3 separate regions of the Hordeum vulgare genome follow, and all the other regions are linked to region 2. A link is a contact called in public Hi-C and HiChIP or PLAC-seq data. All regions are on one chromosome and are shown on one strand. The core of a region is the stretch at or near the end of the contact, and the rest is flanking DNA. Distances in the headings are between cores, read along the strand shown. Region 1 holds the start of LOC123399475 (cinnamoyl-CoA reductase 1-like). Region 2 holds the start of LOC123399478. Region 3 holds the start of LOC123397594.

Region 1 (3,423 bases), core at 543-3,042, 240 kb before region 2:
CAGAAAATTTGTACTCATGTGTCTGCCATGAATTGTGATGCGTGCATAGTGCTTTGGAAATTTCCTTTACTAAATAGCATCTCTAACCTCGTTCTTCTGGCAGAAGTCTTTGTCTGACCAGCAACTCTCATCTTTAAGTTTATCTTGAGGCCAATTCGGGTTGAAATCAACTGCAGCAGTGGATGACAAGACAATAACCTTCTGAACCTTCATAGCCGAGCAAGCCTTTAGCACATTTGAAGTACCTTTCACAGCAGGAGCCAATACTTCTGACTGCACATATGCATTTAAACTGCGGTGAGAGGAGTACTAGCAATTCTACAGTGTTCAACACTCACAATGCCAACAAGAAATGCATCCCGACAGCTCGCAATTCTAACACTTTTGATAATCTAAACAATGTTAGCACACAAAGGTCAAAGCACATACCAATCTACTATTTGCATTGCACTAATTACTCCCAACGCTATAATATGATGTGCAAGTGTCCTCCAGGAGCTAGTATTGCAAACATATATTACGGCGAGCCTAGCTTTGCAAGCACCAAAAAATGCCAAACTATATGGGATTGAAAATGCATCACCCTATCAAGAATGACACGCGTGCCAATAGGTATAATTCACAACGCTGCTTCACTGTCAATACAAGTTCATTACTGTACCAAACAATGTAGCTACAGTAACACACGGAATGATTTTATGACGCCGAAGCATTAGTTGCCACTTGGAAAGAACACCTGCCTCAGGATCAACAATCTTATCTTCAGGCACCGGAGTGGCGAGGTGGAAGACCCCCTCACACCCCTCAAACGCACGTGTCAGCGTGTCGTAGTCGAGCACGTCGGCCCTGAACAAGTGCAGATTCTCCCGGGCCTCGTCCATCTGCTTGAGGTGGACATTCTTGGGGTCACCTGAAAGAGCATTTCAGACTTTAATCAGAACGCTGTACTTAACCGTGGACTAAGCACTTTGTTTTATCCGTTCGCTTTCGCCCATGATCAATTAAGCCCTGCTTTCTTCAATCGGACACGGAACCCCGACTGATTGACGGCCACTACGATTCTATGAATGAATGCGAAGCACATACCGACACAGGACTGGGATTCATTTTCAACCATGAATGAATGCAAAGCTCATCTGGACACGGAACTCCGATCGATTTGCAACTATGGATGAATGCAAATCCAAATCACACATATGACACGGTACTGAATCAACTGTAACTGCAAAGGGGGAAGGGGGGGGGGGGGGGGGGGGCGGTTGCGCAGGCGTGAGGCGAACAGTTCGCCGGGCAGGTGCGTCCGTACTTGGGTCGCGGACGGTGGCGTTGACGGCGTAGCCGCGGGAGAGGAGCAGCTTGACGAGCCACGAGGCGATGAACCCGCCGCCGCCGGTGACGCACACGCGCCGCGGCGGTGCCATCTTCCCTCCCCTGCCCGCCGCCGCCACCAGTGCACTGTAGCGGTGAGGTCACCGAGATGCGTGTGTGGCCAAATTGAAAGTGCCAGCTCGTAGCAAACGTGGAAATCGACTGAGGAAATGCGCGTGCATCGAAACAAAATAGGATTTGGACGCATCCGGGAGAGCGGTGCAGAGAGCAACAAAAACACGTGGAGGGAGCGGTGGCGCACCTCGCAGCCACCTGTTCGCTCCTTCTCGTCCTCCGACGCCGGCGCCGCCGCTGCTTGCCCTGCGGGGACGAAGTACGCCATCTCCATCGGAATTTCCCTTTACAGCGCCGCCACGGTCTAGACGACCCGTCGGCCCAGTAGAGCCCATCCAGAAGACTGGGCCCCAACCTCGGCAAGGAACCAGAGACGGGCTGGTAGTGGCCTGCTGCTGAAAATAAGCAGCTTCCTCTGTTTCAAAATAATTAAAGTTCGAAACATGTCTTAAGTTATGTATATGCTTAAGTTTTACCAACTCCATAAATATATATGCTAAACTCTATTGTATATAACATCAAAAAAACATAATATGAGAATATATTTCATAATAAATCTTAAGAGACTAATAATTTAGTGATGTTCTTCCTCCGTTTTTAAATGTAAGTAGCTTTCACTATAGATTATATATAGATGTATATATATATATATTTTAAAAAATATATATTAATTCATTTTACTTCGTATGTGATCATCAGTGAAATTTCTACAAAAACTTATATTTGACAAAGGAGGAGTAGATGTTAATATATTTTTTATAGGCTTTGTCAAACTTAAGCAAGTTCGACTTGAGACAACTCTACGACGGGAACTAGCCAGCTACGACGAGAACGTTTTGGGCGAGCCGTCGTAAACGCGCCGGTGGCTCCGTATTTGACCGCTTCACGCGTTATTCGTCGGCTTTATAGAAACGAATTTAGCTAATTATGAACATGGACAATAGGGAAAAAAAGATAAGGAAAAAATATAAAATATATATATTTAATTTTATAGTTTAAATTAAAAAAAATCTGTCTGGATACAACACAAACCGTTTTTCGCAAACGTGTTTTAAGAGCATCTCCAACAGCCGCGCTATATTAGCGCCGCGCGGCAAAAAAGGTAAATATAGCGCGCGCAACGCGGACTCCAGCGCGCGTGCTAAAACGATTTGGGCGCGCTGGTCATAGCCCCATCCCGCGCTGTGTATTTCGGGCGTCCACTTCGGCACGCGGCAGACTCGAGCGCGCGCGCGAACTCTCCCTATTCTTCCTTCTTTCTCCCGCGCGCGCCGGCGCCAGCGCCCCTGCCACCATGACCCCGCTGTACAGCCGCGACCCCCCCCCCCCCCGCCGCCGCAGCAGCAGCCGCCGCCGCCGCCTCCGCCGAAAACCCTAGCGCGGCGGGCCGCCGGAGCTCCGCCGACCGTCGGCCTCGCGCGCAGCCTCTTCTTGCCGCCGCGGATGACCACGCCGACGGGTGGTGTCGCGCCGACGCCGTCCCGTGCCGCCGCCGCACCGTTGGAGCGGAAGAAAGGAAAAACATCCGCGAAGAAGAAGACGACGGACGGCTCCGGCAGCTCGAAGCCGAAGAAGAAGGTTGCAGTGCGCCGGCCGGGCGCGGCGTCTACCGAAGCGCCGGCGAGCTCACTCGTTGAGCCGGCGGCGGACGCGCACCACGTGTTCGATGAAATGCCCCCAAGGTGAAAAAAATTCCAACTTTTACTTTCTTGTTATTTTTTCAATGCATTATCATATAGATAGCTTATTTGCATTGTCACAAAACTTTGTAGTCTCAACGATGATGCATACATGTCAACTATGGGTGTTGGGTCCAACAATTCGCATTGGTCTCAAACCAATGACATCCATTTGGACGACCATGAGTTTGAGGTGGACGAGGAGGGTGAGGGCATTATCGAGGCGCCGAAAGGAAGAGCGGGCAATTACACCACCAACGATGACAAATTACTATGCAATACTTGGTTGCAAGTGTCGAGG
Region 2 (2,984 bases), core at 165-2,664:
GCTATCACATAAGCCGAAAGCGGAAAACGAGTGGATGACACGGGAAAAGAATAGAAGAAGCGCGAGACTTCATAGTGGATACTCGCCATCTTTTTTCAAACTCAATAGTAACCGTTGATTGGATTCCCGCGCTTAACCAACGATCATTTTTTTACAAACGGATCACTTCTTTAAAAACTATCAACATGGGCTAGGTGCGTATCGTCTTACTCTATATGATAGCACAGAAAGGAAACTTACTTCTAATAACATTGATGGAGTCCAAAATACCCAAGACCGACATGGGTTATCACACAAAACGAAAACGGAAATGAGTGGACGGCGCGGGAAAGGAATAGGAGAAGTGTGGGACTTCATGACGGACGCTTGCCACCTTTTTTCAAACTCAAAAGTAACCGTTGATTGGATTCCCGTGCTTAACCAATGGTCATCGTTTTACAAACCGATCACCTTTTTAAAAACTATCAACATGGGCTAGGTGCGTATCGTCTTACTCCATATGATAACACAGAAGGAAACTAACTTCTAATAAAATTGACGGAGTCCGAAATATCCAGGACCGACACGGGTTATCACACAAGCCAAGAATGAAAATGAGTGGACGACGCGGGAAAAGAATAGGAGAAACGCGGGACTTCATGACGGATGCTTGCCACCAATTTTCAAACTCAAGAGTAACCGTTGATTAGATTCGCACGCTTAACCAACGGACATCGTTTTACAAATCGATCACCTCTTTAAAAAATATCAACATAGGCTAGATGCGTATCGTCTCATTCTATATGATAACATAGAAGAAAATAACTTTTAAGAACACCGATGAAGTCCAAAATACCTAGGACCGACATGGGCTATCACACAAGCTGAAAGAGGAAACGAGCGGACGACGCGGGAAAAGAATAGACGACGCACGTGACTGCATGGCGGGCGTTTGCCACCTTTTTTCAAACTCAAGAGCAACCGTTGATTGGATTCGCGCGCTTAACCAACGGTTGTAGTTTAAAGCAAAAATTCAAATCCATTCCAAGTATAATCTCACAACCATCTACCCATAGAACCTCATCACGCCTTGGATGGTGTATGATCACCTTGCCCTATCCGGCAACACGGTTACAACTACAATTAGGCTCCTGGAAACACACCTGAAAGAGTGCACATTTACACCGGGGCCTCCTGCAAAGCCTTTTACAAGCAGGACCTCGCAGGCCACACGAAATCGCGAGAGGAGTACATACAGAGTTTGTTTCCAACCCAACAAAGAGGAGCAGATAAAAATAAAAATAAAAAAGACCCGTAGGGGAGGCAGTTTGTTTGCGGATCGGGTCCATATCCGAACTGCTTTTCGGCTGGGTGCAGGCAGGCCGCACCACGCCTCCCCCTCCCTCCACTACAAGTAGCCGCGGCCAGCGCCCGCAGGAAGAGAGAGGCAGGAGGCGCAGAGAGATCTGAGCAGGGGAGCCCTCGGAATAAATCACGCCAAAACCCAACCCAAAGCGCGCAACAGAAACACAACACCACGACGGAAGCCGACGCCGCGGGACAGAGGTAGACGCAGATCCGTCTCGCCGATCGATCTCGCTTCCCGTCCCGTCCCGTCGACGCGCCAGGAGCGGAGAGGGGAGGACGGCGGGGGAGAGGAGCTGCCCGGATCCGCGGCCTGAGTTGTAAGTGCTCCCTGCCTCGAGATCTTCTCTTATGTTTTTGTTGGTTTTGTCAATCTATGCGCGGCGAGGGCCTCGTTTTCGTGCTGGGTTCGTTCGTCGCTGGCGGATTGCGTGTTTGATCTGTGATCCGGGCGAGGCGGGGGCTGACGGGATGGGTGCTGTTTTTTTTTTTGGCTGTGGCGTGCAGGATCGGGGCGTGATCCGCAGTTGTGCGGCAATGACGGCCGAGGGGACGGCGCGCAGCGGCGCCGGCGAGGCGCCCAAGGCGGAATTGGCGGCCACCAAGGTGGTCTCCCCCACGGGGGAGGAGCGCGAGGGGGTCGGCGGCCCCTTCGTGATCGTCAACGGCGACTCCGACGGCCACTCCGACCCCGGCTCGGACGTGGGCGCCGTGGCCGAGGCGGATTCCCGCTCGGAGGAGGAGGATCTGCCCCGGGCCAATGCAGCCCCGGCTGCTGACGCCGGCGGAGATCACCCCACCGCCGGTGGGGAATTGGCCGCTCTGGACGGCGCCGTTGGCCTTCCGTCTTCCAACGGGCATGCTAGCCCCGCGGTGGTGGACAAGTCTGAGGACGATGGTGTGGTCCAAGTCCAAGGGGAGGCAAGCCACAATTCTGAAGCTGGACTGGGGGAGCAGGGAACTGCTGCCGCTGGAGAGCTTGATGGTCAAGATGCTCCAGCAGAACTTAGGATCGACCATGCTGAGGCTGAAGATGATTCTGCTCCACCTGCGGTGGAATCTGTGCTTAATGCCAAGGATGGAGAAAGTGAGAAAAGTGCTGCCACTGAGGTTGTTGCTCCTGAAGAACAGCAGGATGGAGAGAATGCTCCAGCAGAGACCAGTGGTTCAGATGAGCCCCCCAGACATGCTGAGTCTGTTTCCGTTGTCTTGGAGTCTGAGGGCAGCGTCGAGCAGAGCAAAGGAGAAGAGGTTGTTGCTGAGATCATGAAGCCAGGTACAGATGGATCAGCTGTTTTGGGGGTGACTGGACAGCATGATGCTGACACAAGTGTGACTACTGATCCCGTGATTAACGCCGACGAGGGCAACCATGACCATGCTGCAATCACAGAGCTGGTGGAGCAGGATGGGAGCAACGTGCATGACCATGTCGACCAGATTGCTGATTCTTGCACATCTGCTCCTGGGATTGATGCTGATGGGAGCAAAGGGCTGCAAATAGAAGCACTGACTACTGAGCCTGAAGTATTGGATGGAAGCGACTGTGAAGCGACTTCTAAAGGACCTTCAGAAGAGGAAGTTGTCGCAAACGTCCTTGGCTGTGCCAAGGACACTGCTGACACTTCTTTGGAGCTTGA
Region 3 (3,153 bases), core at 228-2,727, 140 kb after region 2:
GTAAAGCGCTGAAGTATTATTGTCCATGAACTCATATGAACTTCGTTCTTATTTAAGGTAATTAAACTAGCAGCGAGTATTATTTTTTAAATTTTGCTACTCTTTTATTTATAGTCGTCTCTAAATAATAATGTATGATCGGATGTAAACTTTTATATTTTGCGTTTATATTTCCATAAATACGTACATATATTATCTATATGACCCATTTTTTAACTTTGCCCAAAGACCTCGAAAAATATAGAGCCGGCCCTACCCATGCGTCGTAATCAGCTGCTGCAAGCCGTGACGATGGGCACGATTAGCCATGACCCCGGACGATCCATGGCACTGTCTGGTACTGCGTATTCTGTTCCGAAGCTGCTCGCTGTCACGTCTCCATCGTTAATTAATTATTAAGCTGGCCATGCTTGCACCATCCGTTATGCCTGTCAGCCTCTTCGAACCTTCGACTAGGAGTCTACAACGTGGCCGAGCATAACTACTCCCTCATAAGATCTCTTTTAATGTATGAGTGCTTAGATGAAATGCTAAGTGCATTAAAATGCTTACCTACTAAACCCTTCAATGCATTGATGCTTACTTTATGACTGTCTATAATGGAAATTATAATATATTAGCAGTATCATGTATATGATACTACTGTATGATACTACATGACACATACTTCCTCCGTTTTTAAATATAAGTCTTTCAAAGGTTCCATTAGAGGACTACATACGGATGTATATAAACATACTTTAGAGTATAGATTCACTCATTTTGCTCTATATGTAGTCCTCTAGTAAAATCTCTTAAAAGTCTTATAGTTAAAAACGAAAGGAGTAGTAGCACAATATTTAATATGATATGGTATCATGATATGATACTTAACCCTCTTTTTCTTCATTTAATTCTATGTCACTTTATTAAAATTGACTAGTTGACATGTATGATACTACCTATGATACCCCATTACGATGAGCCTAAGCTTTTTTCATTTAAGTAGGTATAGACTCATATTTGTATTTTCATTTAGGTACACGTGTTTAGCATTGGTTCCTTATGAGGACACCATACTACTCTGTTTCTTCTTAATTAACATGTCACATCATATTTTTTACTTAGTTAACAATCTTAACCCCTGTACAAGGTGGAGTATTGGAGCCTAACTTTGACAGTTAGCTAACAAGTTGTCATAGGTGTTGTTTATCCATTTCCTTTTTGAACGTTGATGCTTCACGGGCACGGACAGCGTGGACTTTGTCAGCACTAAACTATGCAGCCAGCATCCACAACTTGTCCTTCAAGTACTACTCCAAGTCTGCAAGTGCAGTGCAATGCAAGTATACTCTCCTTGTCTCCGTTGACACTGACACTGACAGGATGACGAACTGGCCTGCGTCATGGCATAAACACACCATGGCTTCTGAGTTTCTGACTCTCACCTATAAAAAGCTGCATCACACGCCGGTTCGTACCAACAGATCATCAGATCAACCAACCCACTTTGCACTTGCTCACACGATCGCTACGACGAACACGTCATCGCGAGGGAAGAAATGGGCTCGTGCGTCTCGCGCTCGCCGGCGTCGACGTCGGCGCCGGGGTCAGGGCGGGCAGTGGCCACCAAGACGGCGAAGGTGGTGGACGTAGACGGCTCCATGGCGCAGTTCACGGCGCCCATCACGGCGGGCGAGGTCCTAGGTAGCGTCCAAGAGCGCCGCCCAGGCGCGTCGGTCTTCCTGTGCAGCTCCGACGAGCTCCGCTTCGACGTGCCCGCCCGCGCGCTTGCGGCCGAGGAGGCGCTCCAGCCCGGGTGGCTCTACTTCGTGCTGCCCGTGTCCACGCTCCGCCGCTCACTCTCCGGGCCGGAGATGGCCGCGCTCGCCGCCAGAGCGAGCTCGGCGCTGGCCGTCGCCAGCGGCGTTGCGTCACCCCCGCGGCGCAAGAACGGGGCCCGGGTGCCCGGCGGCAACAGCAAGCGACGGAAGGCGGCGGCTCGTGTGGCGCCGCTCGTTGTCGCTGACGAGATCGACGGACGGGACGGTGGATCGGACCGTCACCATGCGTACGGCAAACACGGCGGCGATGAGCCAGCCGGGAAGGCGAGGAAGGGAACTGGCTGGAGTGGAAGCCGCAGCAGCACTCGCCGTCGTCGCCGTGCATCTGTCACCCCAACGCTGAGCTCCATTTTGGAGGCCGATGACTTCTGAGCAACCCGGTGTCGATTCAACGGTTCGATTCTTGGGAGTGGTTAGCAAATTTTTTTGTTATCATGGATTAGTTTAGTTGATTGATTGAGTTATTAATTAGTCCAATACGTTGTGTTGGTCGACCGGTGTATATACTGCATACGAGTTATATGTACAGCATGCTTGATCCTTCGATGTGCACGTGTTCAATCTGTATTGTGAAAACTCATATATACAGATACTGACCCTAAATATAAGTTTGAACCTACATGAAAGTACTACAATTTTGAACCTATTCCCCTCCATTCGTAAATATAGGTTTTTGTAGAGTTATATTTACAAACAGAGGGAGTAGCATTCCGTTTAGATATCTGAATGCTGCATTGACGCTTAGCTTTTTGTTTGCTCCAATGTTAAACAATCTTCTGTCTTCAGTTCAGCTTTGATTGCCCGAACCTTCGATGTAATTAAGCATATTTTTGCATGTAATGATTTTGTGAGGTGATGTGGAATGTATGAAAAAATGATACAAATTTGGATCATAATGTTTGATGGTTTGAATTTAAAATATTATTGAATTGTAGACTGTGATAAAATTTACATGTACAAATTATTGTGGTGCTAAAACTTGGCAAATGCTATAGTATATGACCGTGTGCATCACCTGATGCAAAGGCCGATAGTCTTTCCCTCTTTTCAGAAAAGAGAGAAAAGTAGACAAACATAATTGCGGGGAGATTACATGGGAGATGGTTGAAGTGCACACAAAATAACATGATCCCCAAGAGCAACTCTAGCAAATCCTCAATGCCTACATCCCAAGAGACACTTATTGCAGATCCCCAAAAAACATTCTAGGTATTGGGAGGTTGTGACTCACCCCTAAACCTGGGCATAGTCCGGGTCGGGCCGGGTTTCGGGACGGGCTTTAAAAAGACCGAACGAGAAAACTCAGGCCTGAGCCCGACCCGGTCCGACC

What was found. A called contact is a pair of places that touch in the nucleus more often than the background predicts. HiChIP or PLAC-seq counts read pairs in DNA pulled down with a chosen protein or histone mark.
Region 1: an H3K4me3 HiChIP or PLAC-seq map of embryo shows a contact between it and region 2, with 4 times the contacts expected there. The contact joins the promoter of LOC123399475 here to the promoter of LOC123399478 in region 2. A contact is called at or near these places in 2 of 6 Hi-C or Micro-C datasets (leaf and seedling) and 1 of 1 datasets of contacts at active chromatin or transcription factors (embryo).
Region 3: a Hi-C map of leaf shows a contact between it and region 2, with 2.8 times the contacts expected there. The contact joins the promoter of LOC123397594 here to the promoter of LOC123399478 in region 2. A contact is called at or near these places in 3 of 6 Hi-C or Micro-C datasets (all in leaf).

Annotation. Positions count from the first base shown.
Region 1 is chr5H:480,009,490-480,012,912 of MorexV3_pseudomolecules_assembly, forward strand. It overlaps LOC123399475 (cinnamoyl-CoA reductase 1-like), which reads right to left and starts at 1,793. Exons shown (of 6, transcript XM_045093886.1): 1 at 1,631-1,793; 2 at 741-910; 3 at 88-273. The coding sequence starts at 1,778.
Region 2 is chr5H:480,246,882-480,249,865 of MorexV3_pseudomolecules_assembly, forward strand. It overlaps LOC123399478, which reads left to right and starts at 1,415. Exons shown (of 9, transcript XM_045093890.1): 1 at 1,415-1,664; 2 at 1,852-2,984. The coding sequence starts at 1,882.
Region 3 is chr5H:480,383,893-480,387,045 of MorexV3_pseudomolecules_assembly, forward strand. It overlaps LOC123397594, which reads left to right and starts at 1,478. Exons shown (of 1, transcript XM_045092129.1): 1 at 1,478-2,354. The coding sequence starts at 1,542. The coding sequence ends at 2,195.